Linked DNA regions of Mus musculus: region 1 is linked to region 2. The links are chromatin contacts, called in public HiChIP or PLAC-seq maps. All regions are on one chromosome and are shown on one strand. Each heading gives the region's core, a stretch centred on a gene start, on an enhancer-like site or on the middle of the called end of the contact. The rest is flanking DNA. Distances are from core to core; before and after follow the strand shown.

Region 1 (3,523 bases), core at 774-3,273, 650 kb after region 2:
AAGTCGGACTGAAATCTCTCTGAAACCGTGAGCCAAGATAAACGCTTCTCCTTGTGTTTCTGTCGGGCATTTTGTTACAGCGATGTGACAGCACCCACCTCTTGCACATCATCTATTTTCAAATGATCATTAGACTGTTAGATCATGCCTGTATCCTGAGAGGAGTCCCATGCTTTGCTACTTCAGTTCCCCTGAGTACTCATCTCTTTAAAATGTCTCCCAAACTCCCACGGGTTCCATATAATATCTGTATATAGAACAGTTCCAAAAATCACTTTGAATGTGAAACTTTTTTCCCCCTGAATGCCTTAATTTTCTTTAAGGAAACTAACAAGGAGCTCCAGTGGCTCAGAGCATTCCCTGCTCTGTCAGAGGACCTGGGTTCAGCTCCCAGGATCCATAGCAGGTGGGTCAGAACTGTCTCTAAGTCCAGTTCTGGAGATGTGATGCAGTCCAGTCTCTGTGGGCACCTACGTGCACATGGTGTGCATAAACTCACATAGGCACATGAACATAAAAATAATAAGCCTTTTTTTAAAAGAGAAAAAAATAATATACTTTTCAAGCATGAACTTTTTTTTTAATGAAGGAGAAGTAATGAAGCTAAAAAGTAGTAGCAGAATCCCCCAAATGGTGCATTTGATTAAAGCATACATGAGCTACGCAAGCACACATGTACACACTGGAGTGGGGAGGGAGAATTTTATAGTTTATTTGTCCTAACAAGTCTGAGAAAAATCCCGTAGACATTATGTTAAATTTACCCTCTGATCCTCAGCAAGGCTCACTTTTCCTGTCTATAAAATGGGCACAATATAGGTGTTCTTTGCCAAACAGAGAAGAAGCCACCTCATCGCTCGTGAATGTGTATAAAACACTCTCAGAACAGCTCAAAGTTTTCTTTACAAGCATTCGGCTGTGTACCTTTCTGAAGTGGGTTATTAATTACGTGTCGTTATGCTTTGTTTAATAGATGGAAAGGCTGAAGCATGAGGACATAATTCCAGTTAATAGTTGACTGAGAAACACAGTCGAGGCTTTAAACATGGGAACAAGATAGCAGGACAGATGTCTGGGGAAGAAAGATCTAAGCAAGAATTCCCTCCACCCTAGCGCCTTATGGCAAACGGCTGCCCCTGGCGGCCTGTGTCGGCCTGCATGCACTACTGAGCAGGGCTTACTTGCCCGGGAGAGGAATAGGGGAATGAGTGAGAAGCTTTTAGTTTGCCACAGGAAGACTGAGAAAGGATAGAGGAGGGCAAAGAGTGATACAAAGTTACCATCAAAACCTCTCCACCCTTTGTTAAGGACCCTTGGAGACTTACCAAAAGTCTAAACAAAATGTATGACCCAGGCCCGAGACACACACACACACACACACACACACACACTCTCTCTCTCTCTCTCTCTCTCTCTCTCTCTCTCTGTCACTATGTAACCCTGTGTACTGTGTAACCCTGGTTATCCTAGAACTCATTATGTAGACCAGGCTGACCCCCAACCCACGGAGGAGATCCTCTTAACTCTGCCTCCCAAGTGCTGGGATTAAAGGTGTGCACCACCACACACACAAGTCTGCCAGCTTCTTCTGACCTGACCTGCAACCCAACAACTGCCTACATGGCCTCAAGCCATCTGGCTAAACCCACTCTACACAGGTGAGGCTGTCGTCCATCCCAGAGGACCAAAAGGAGGAACAGGGCAGACAGACGTGAGAATAAACAGCTAGCAAGCTTTTCTTCCTGGCTATGCTTATGTTCCTCCAGTGGCCATTGATAGAAATTAGAAGCACTTTACTCCCCGGGTGATGCTATGAAAAATAGTCCCCAAAGGGGAACAGAAAGCATAGGACCTATAGAAATCACTTCTGTGTAGAAAAGATAAAAAATAAAAGGTTCAGTCCATTTTTGGTCCAGCCCATGTGGAAATGTCACGGGTTGTGCCTGAAATCTAATACTGGAGACCACATGAGGAAGCAGAGGCTCTCTAAGGAAAGAGTACCAGACTCCTGCTTAAAAGTCTGTGACGGGTAAAGGGGAAGAGGTAAAGCTGCTGACCACTGAGATGAGTTAGAAGGGAGTGGGATATCTAACAGGAGCCTGCAGGATTTGCATCGTACACAATGAATGGGGATTTAAAGCCTGTGACTTTGACACTCAGTAGCTAAGCATGTCAAAAGCGTTTAACCTTGGAAGTGAAGGATCTAGTTACACGAGAATATATATATATATATGGTGCTGTAATCAAAGGTCTGCCTCCTTCACCATAGACCATCTAACCACGTGTACTTCCTTCCCTATCAAGTTGTTGGCTTTACCACAGAAGCCAAGGCAATGACTCTACACTAAGGAAAAGTATAGATGGGAAATAGAAACAACAGCAGCACATTTCCATGAAGAATATTTCTAACTAATATGGGAAACAATACGCCGGGAAGAACACAAATATTCTATGCTTCCGTCTATACAGCCAACCTGAAACTGAAGTCAGGGATACAGGGAATTTCCACAACTGGACAGAGCATGGTTAATTGTAACAAAATCTTTCTTAACTGCAAAGTGTCTACAATTATCTGGGGAAAGTCACCGGAGTGTTTTTAATATTGTGCTTTCTCTAGAAGAGTGTATATGAGACAGCTGAGAAGGCAAAACCAGTTCCTGTGAAATACATAAGCTTGTGGAGAAAACGATTACGTGTGCAAATGGAGCTTCAACAGCTTCAGTCTTTTAACATAAACATGAGAGTCGGATGTATATGAGGCTGACCTCAGCTACACTGGGTGAGTTCTAGGCCAGTGCATGCTTAGGAAAGCCATGGCTTTGGGGGGGGGGGGGGAGAACGGTGTGATGATGCAAATCTTTAATCCAAGCACTTGGGAGACAGAGGCAGAAGGAGCTCTATGAGTTCAAGGCCAGCCTACTCTAAATAGTGAGTTCCAAGATACCCAGGGCTACAAAGAGAAACCCTTTCTCAAAACAAAGCAGAAAATAGATGACAGGTTGATGGATAGACAGATGGACAGACAGGTAGATGACACATACACACACTTTCCTTTTGGAAAAAAAGGCCCAGTAGGCATGGTGGTACGTAGTTTCAACACTCCTAAGTCTAAAACAAAAGAATCATAAGTTGAAGACCAACCTGGACTACGTAGTCATGATGACTTTGCAGTCATGATGACAAAATATAATAATAATAATAATAATAATAATAATAATAGACCAATAGGCTTCTCCCAGATAAGCATGCATTCATATAGGCACCCACTGGGGAACAGCAACGTGGCTCTTTGCTGATATGATCTTTTCTCTCAGTCACCACAGTCCCACGAGCTCTGGCTGTTTTGCAGCCATGCCCACTGCTTGTGGTCCGCCTCTTCCCTTGGCGCATGCGCACCTGCCATCTAAGCGTACAGAGGTCCGCCCAGCCGGCATTTGAAATGACCAGGAAAGAATGCTCTTCCTGCTTCTATGGAGGCTGATGCTTGGGGCCATTCCTCTGTGTGTCACCTCTGAGAACGCTG
Region 2 (3,332 bases), core at 714-3,213:
AAGAGATGCCTGTCTTCTTCAGTGCATGCCCAGGAATGCTGCTTGCCTCAAAGGACAGGGTTAGGAATTTGAGTTGATGTGCTTATTTGCTTCATGTTTAATAAATATATAATATGCATACATATATGTATACGCACATTACATAACATTGTGTGTGTGTGTGTGTGTGTGTGTGTGTGTATGTAATAATCTGTGAAAGACCTTTACGAAGACATTTGGTGTTATACATTGTTATGATATCTTATGTTTTAAGTGCATATAATCTTTTAGAGCCTTAAGAATTCCTTTTCAGCTACAGAAGAAACTCATCTTCTTTATTTACTTTTTTTCTCTCATCATTTCTCAAATTATTTTCCTTTGCTCTAAATATTGTCTTGTTTACTCATACAAAAATACTATTTCTGGCATATTAGGAAAATATTGTGACTAGTTATTTTAAGAATAATATACACAGAGGTGAAAACTATTAGCTGCATAAAAAGAACATTGGATAATATTCTGTAAGGAAGTCATAACTTAAGAGTAAAGCTTTTTACAGTAGGCTTGAATTACCACATTATGGTGGTCCCTCAGCCTGGGCAATGGAATAGGTCGAACTTGTTAGCAATACCATTTCTTAGCCCTTATTGTACACCTCCTGAGTTGGGAACAGGACAGCCTGGGCCTGGCAGAGAGAAAGACTGAGCCTGTGTTTGCTAAGCTCCATGTGAGATTCTGTTTGGGGGTGATTCTGGGAACCAAGCTTAGGGAAGATACTCAGGTGAGCAGGCCAGTTTATTCCCTGGGCTTTGACAGGCAGGCCTGACCTCTCAAAGGACTCTAAGAAAATTCCACCCCTTTTACAGTGTCACTCCTACTGTGTAGGGAGCGGGGGATCCTTGACTGAATGTAGACTATCCACATGGGGCATGAGCATGTCGGTATGAGCATGTCAAGAACCAACGCCTCAGATTCATGGGGATGGCAAAGCATTTCCCATACTGGTCAGGCTTGAGATTGGCAAAGCCTTCCCCGGGTCCAGAGTGGGAATGTTGATAGTGTGTGTAAGTATGTGAGTGTTTAAAAACTCAGAGTGTGCAAAAACTAGCAACTGTAGCTTCTTCTCCCTTTCGGATGTTAACAGCCTGAGGCTGCTGGCCTACAGAGAACTACTGAGACTAGCTAACTCTTCCCACTGGGCTATATATAATAAACCTGCAGAGGTTCCAGGTGGCTGTGTCATTGCTACCACATGGACGCTTGGCCCCAAGCTTTTCTATGCGTGTGTTTATGCTTCCTTCATTCCCTTCCTGCCCCTAGTCAGGCCAAGGTGCCAAGTCCTGCAGGTTACAGTACTAATAATACCTTTGTGTTTCCATCCAGCTGATTGAAAACACAACTCATCTACACACACGCACAGATACACACACACATACCATCCCTCCCCCAACCCCTGCCGAGTTTGTAAAGCAACCAAAGTCCAGTGTCTAATACTTAAAGATTGTGTGGCCTAGGCTTATACCTTTTGTTTCCTGACAGCAGATTCCTGTTACACACAGAAGTAAGCTTAATGGTGTTGTGTTTGCTGATAGGAAATTCCTGTTGGGTAGAACTTAGCATGTACCCTTCTTCAATATTAATCTGACATGGTGCTAAAGATTAACACGGACACTACCGAGGGATCCAGGTGTGAAGGTCAGCTTTTACCACAGAGGCGGCTACTTATCATATACTTTTTGAGATTTTTCTTAAAAAGGAAAAAGCAAACAAAAACTTAGCCCAGCAGAGGTGAAATATGCCTTTAATTCCAGCACTCAGCGGGTAGAGGCAGACAGATCTCTGAGTTTCAGGACAGCCAGGGCTACACAGAGAAATCCTGTCTCAAAAAACCCCCAAACCCTCAAAAACAACAATAGGAACCCCAAGTCCTCAAAACTTAAAGTATTGCATGTATGCCCTCCAATTTAAATGTAGAAGCATTCTTAACTTCTGCTTATTTAGTGCACCATCATAAGTAGGTTTCAAAATTACAGGATGTAATCTGTTTATGGTTAGAGTCAATTTTATTCTTTAAAGATGAAAATGGAGGAAGATTTACTTAAAAATAAATCTTCATGAGAAAGATGGACTTAAAAATAAAACTCAATTATAATACCTCAAAGTTAACCAGCATTAAGATTCTCAACATATTTTGTAATACATTTTATATAGTGTATCTACTTTTGTGTGGTTTTTTTTTTTCAGGCTCGTTTCCAAAATACATTTCAAAATATATAAAGCCCCAGTGAATAATTCATGATGTAGACTTTTAGAAGAGGACAGTTTGAAACGAGACTCCTGTAATGACAACAGAATATTTCAGGGTGATACTGAAACACTGCAGTCCCACCAATGAGCCCAGACTGGAAATAGGCTCACATCTAAATAAACCTGGTTTTGTAGTGTAATAGTCACATGAAATTTTCGCAGTCACAGTAAGTCGCATTAAGATTGACTTAAATACTTTGCTGTCAGATTCATAATTAAAGACATACCGGAGATTATTAAAAGTTCACCTAGGTACATGGGAGCTGACGGAGTAACCGGATGTGAGCAGCTACTCACTTGCTTTTGTAACATCGAGTCAAGTCAGTCTCTGAATCTCATTCTTCTTGACTTTAAAATGAAATCTTTTGTTGGATATTTAATGTTATTTTCACCTTTACGTATGGAGTTTTTGAGTTTCTGAGCCTTGCCATCTTGAAAAATAAGATTTATTTTTATTTGTGTTGTGTGTGTGTGTGTGTGTGTGTGCCTGTCTGCATGAGTTTATGTACGTCATGTGCTCGCAGGCTCCTGTGGAGGATAGAGAAGGGTGTTGGAGCCCTGGAACTGGAGTTACAAGGGTTTTGAGTGACAGCACTGGAAATCAAACCCAGTCCTCTGCAAAAGCAGTCGGTGCTCTTAACCACTGAGTCATCTCTCCAGCCTCAAGCCCTGCTGCCTTTCAATTGCTTTCCTTGAATGGCACACACGCTAGTCTTTAGCAAGTAAGAAGTATTCCTACTGTTTATTGGTCTATTGTACACGAATAACTTACATACATTCTTATGAATGTCTAATAACAACCCGACAGGGTAGGTGTGACTATTGTCATGTATCTTTTATGGAGAAACTGAGGCTACTAAGAAATCTTGCTGGGGCTGAGTGAGGGAGTATGAATTGGAACGGTTCATCATTTGAAACTGAGGTTTTAAAAAGAAGTCCGTTCTGTGCATCTTGCTGCCCCTCCCTCTTTTTAACAGAAGGATAGCTTGCTTTGATCCTGGGTTTCGAAGCAGATTCTTGATTTGGAAGCGGAGTATTTATTTCTC

What was found. HiChIP or PLAC-seq counts read pairs in DNA pulled down with a chosen protein or histone mark.
Region 1: a contact with region 2 is called in an H3K4me3 HiChIP or PLAC-seq map of bone marrow-derived macrophages, with 6 times the contacts expected there. The contact joins two enhancer-like sites. A contact is called at or near these places in 1 of 39 promoter capture datasets (the C10 cell line) and 5 of 115 datasets of contacts at active chromatin or transcription factors (bone marrow-derived macrophages, embryonic stem cells and large pre-B cells).

Annotation. Positions count from the first base shown.
Region 1 is chr5:72,859,963-72,863,485 of GRCm38.p6, forward strand. The region is part of intron 1 of Tec (tec protein tyrosine kinase); the gene reads right to left. Among named protein-coding and RNA genes, the nearest start is that of Tec, 6.7 kb to the right of the region's middle. Within about 2 kb of position 2,024, at least 35 of the 459 cell types and tissues checked have an H3K27ac peak or open chromatin away from gene starts, as enhancers often do. A contact at or near this core is called in bone marrow-derived macrophages, where this site is marked.
Region 2 is chr5:72,206,763-72,210,094 of GRCm38.p6, forward strand. It overlaps the pseudogene Atp10d. Among named protein-coding and RNA genes, the nearest start is that of Commd8, 40 kb to the left of the region's middle. Within about 2 kb of position 1,964, at least 11 of the 459 cell types and tissues checked have an H3K27ac peak or open chromatin away from gene starts, as enhancers often do. A contact at or near this core is called in bone marrow-derived macrophages, where this site is marked.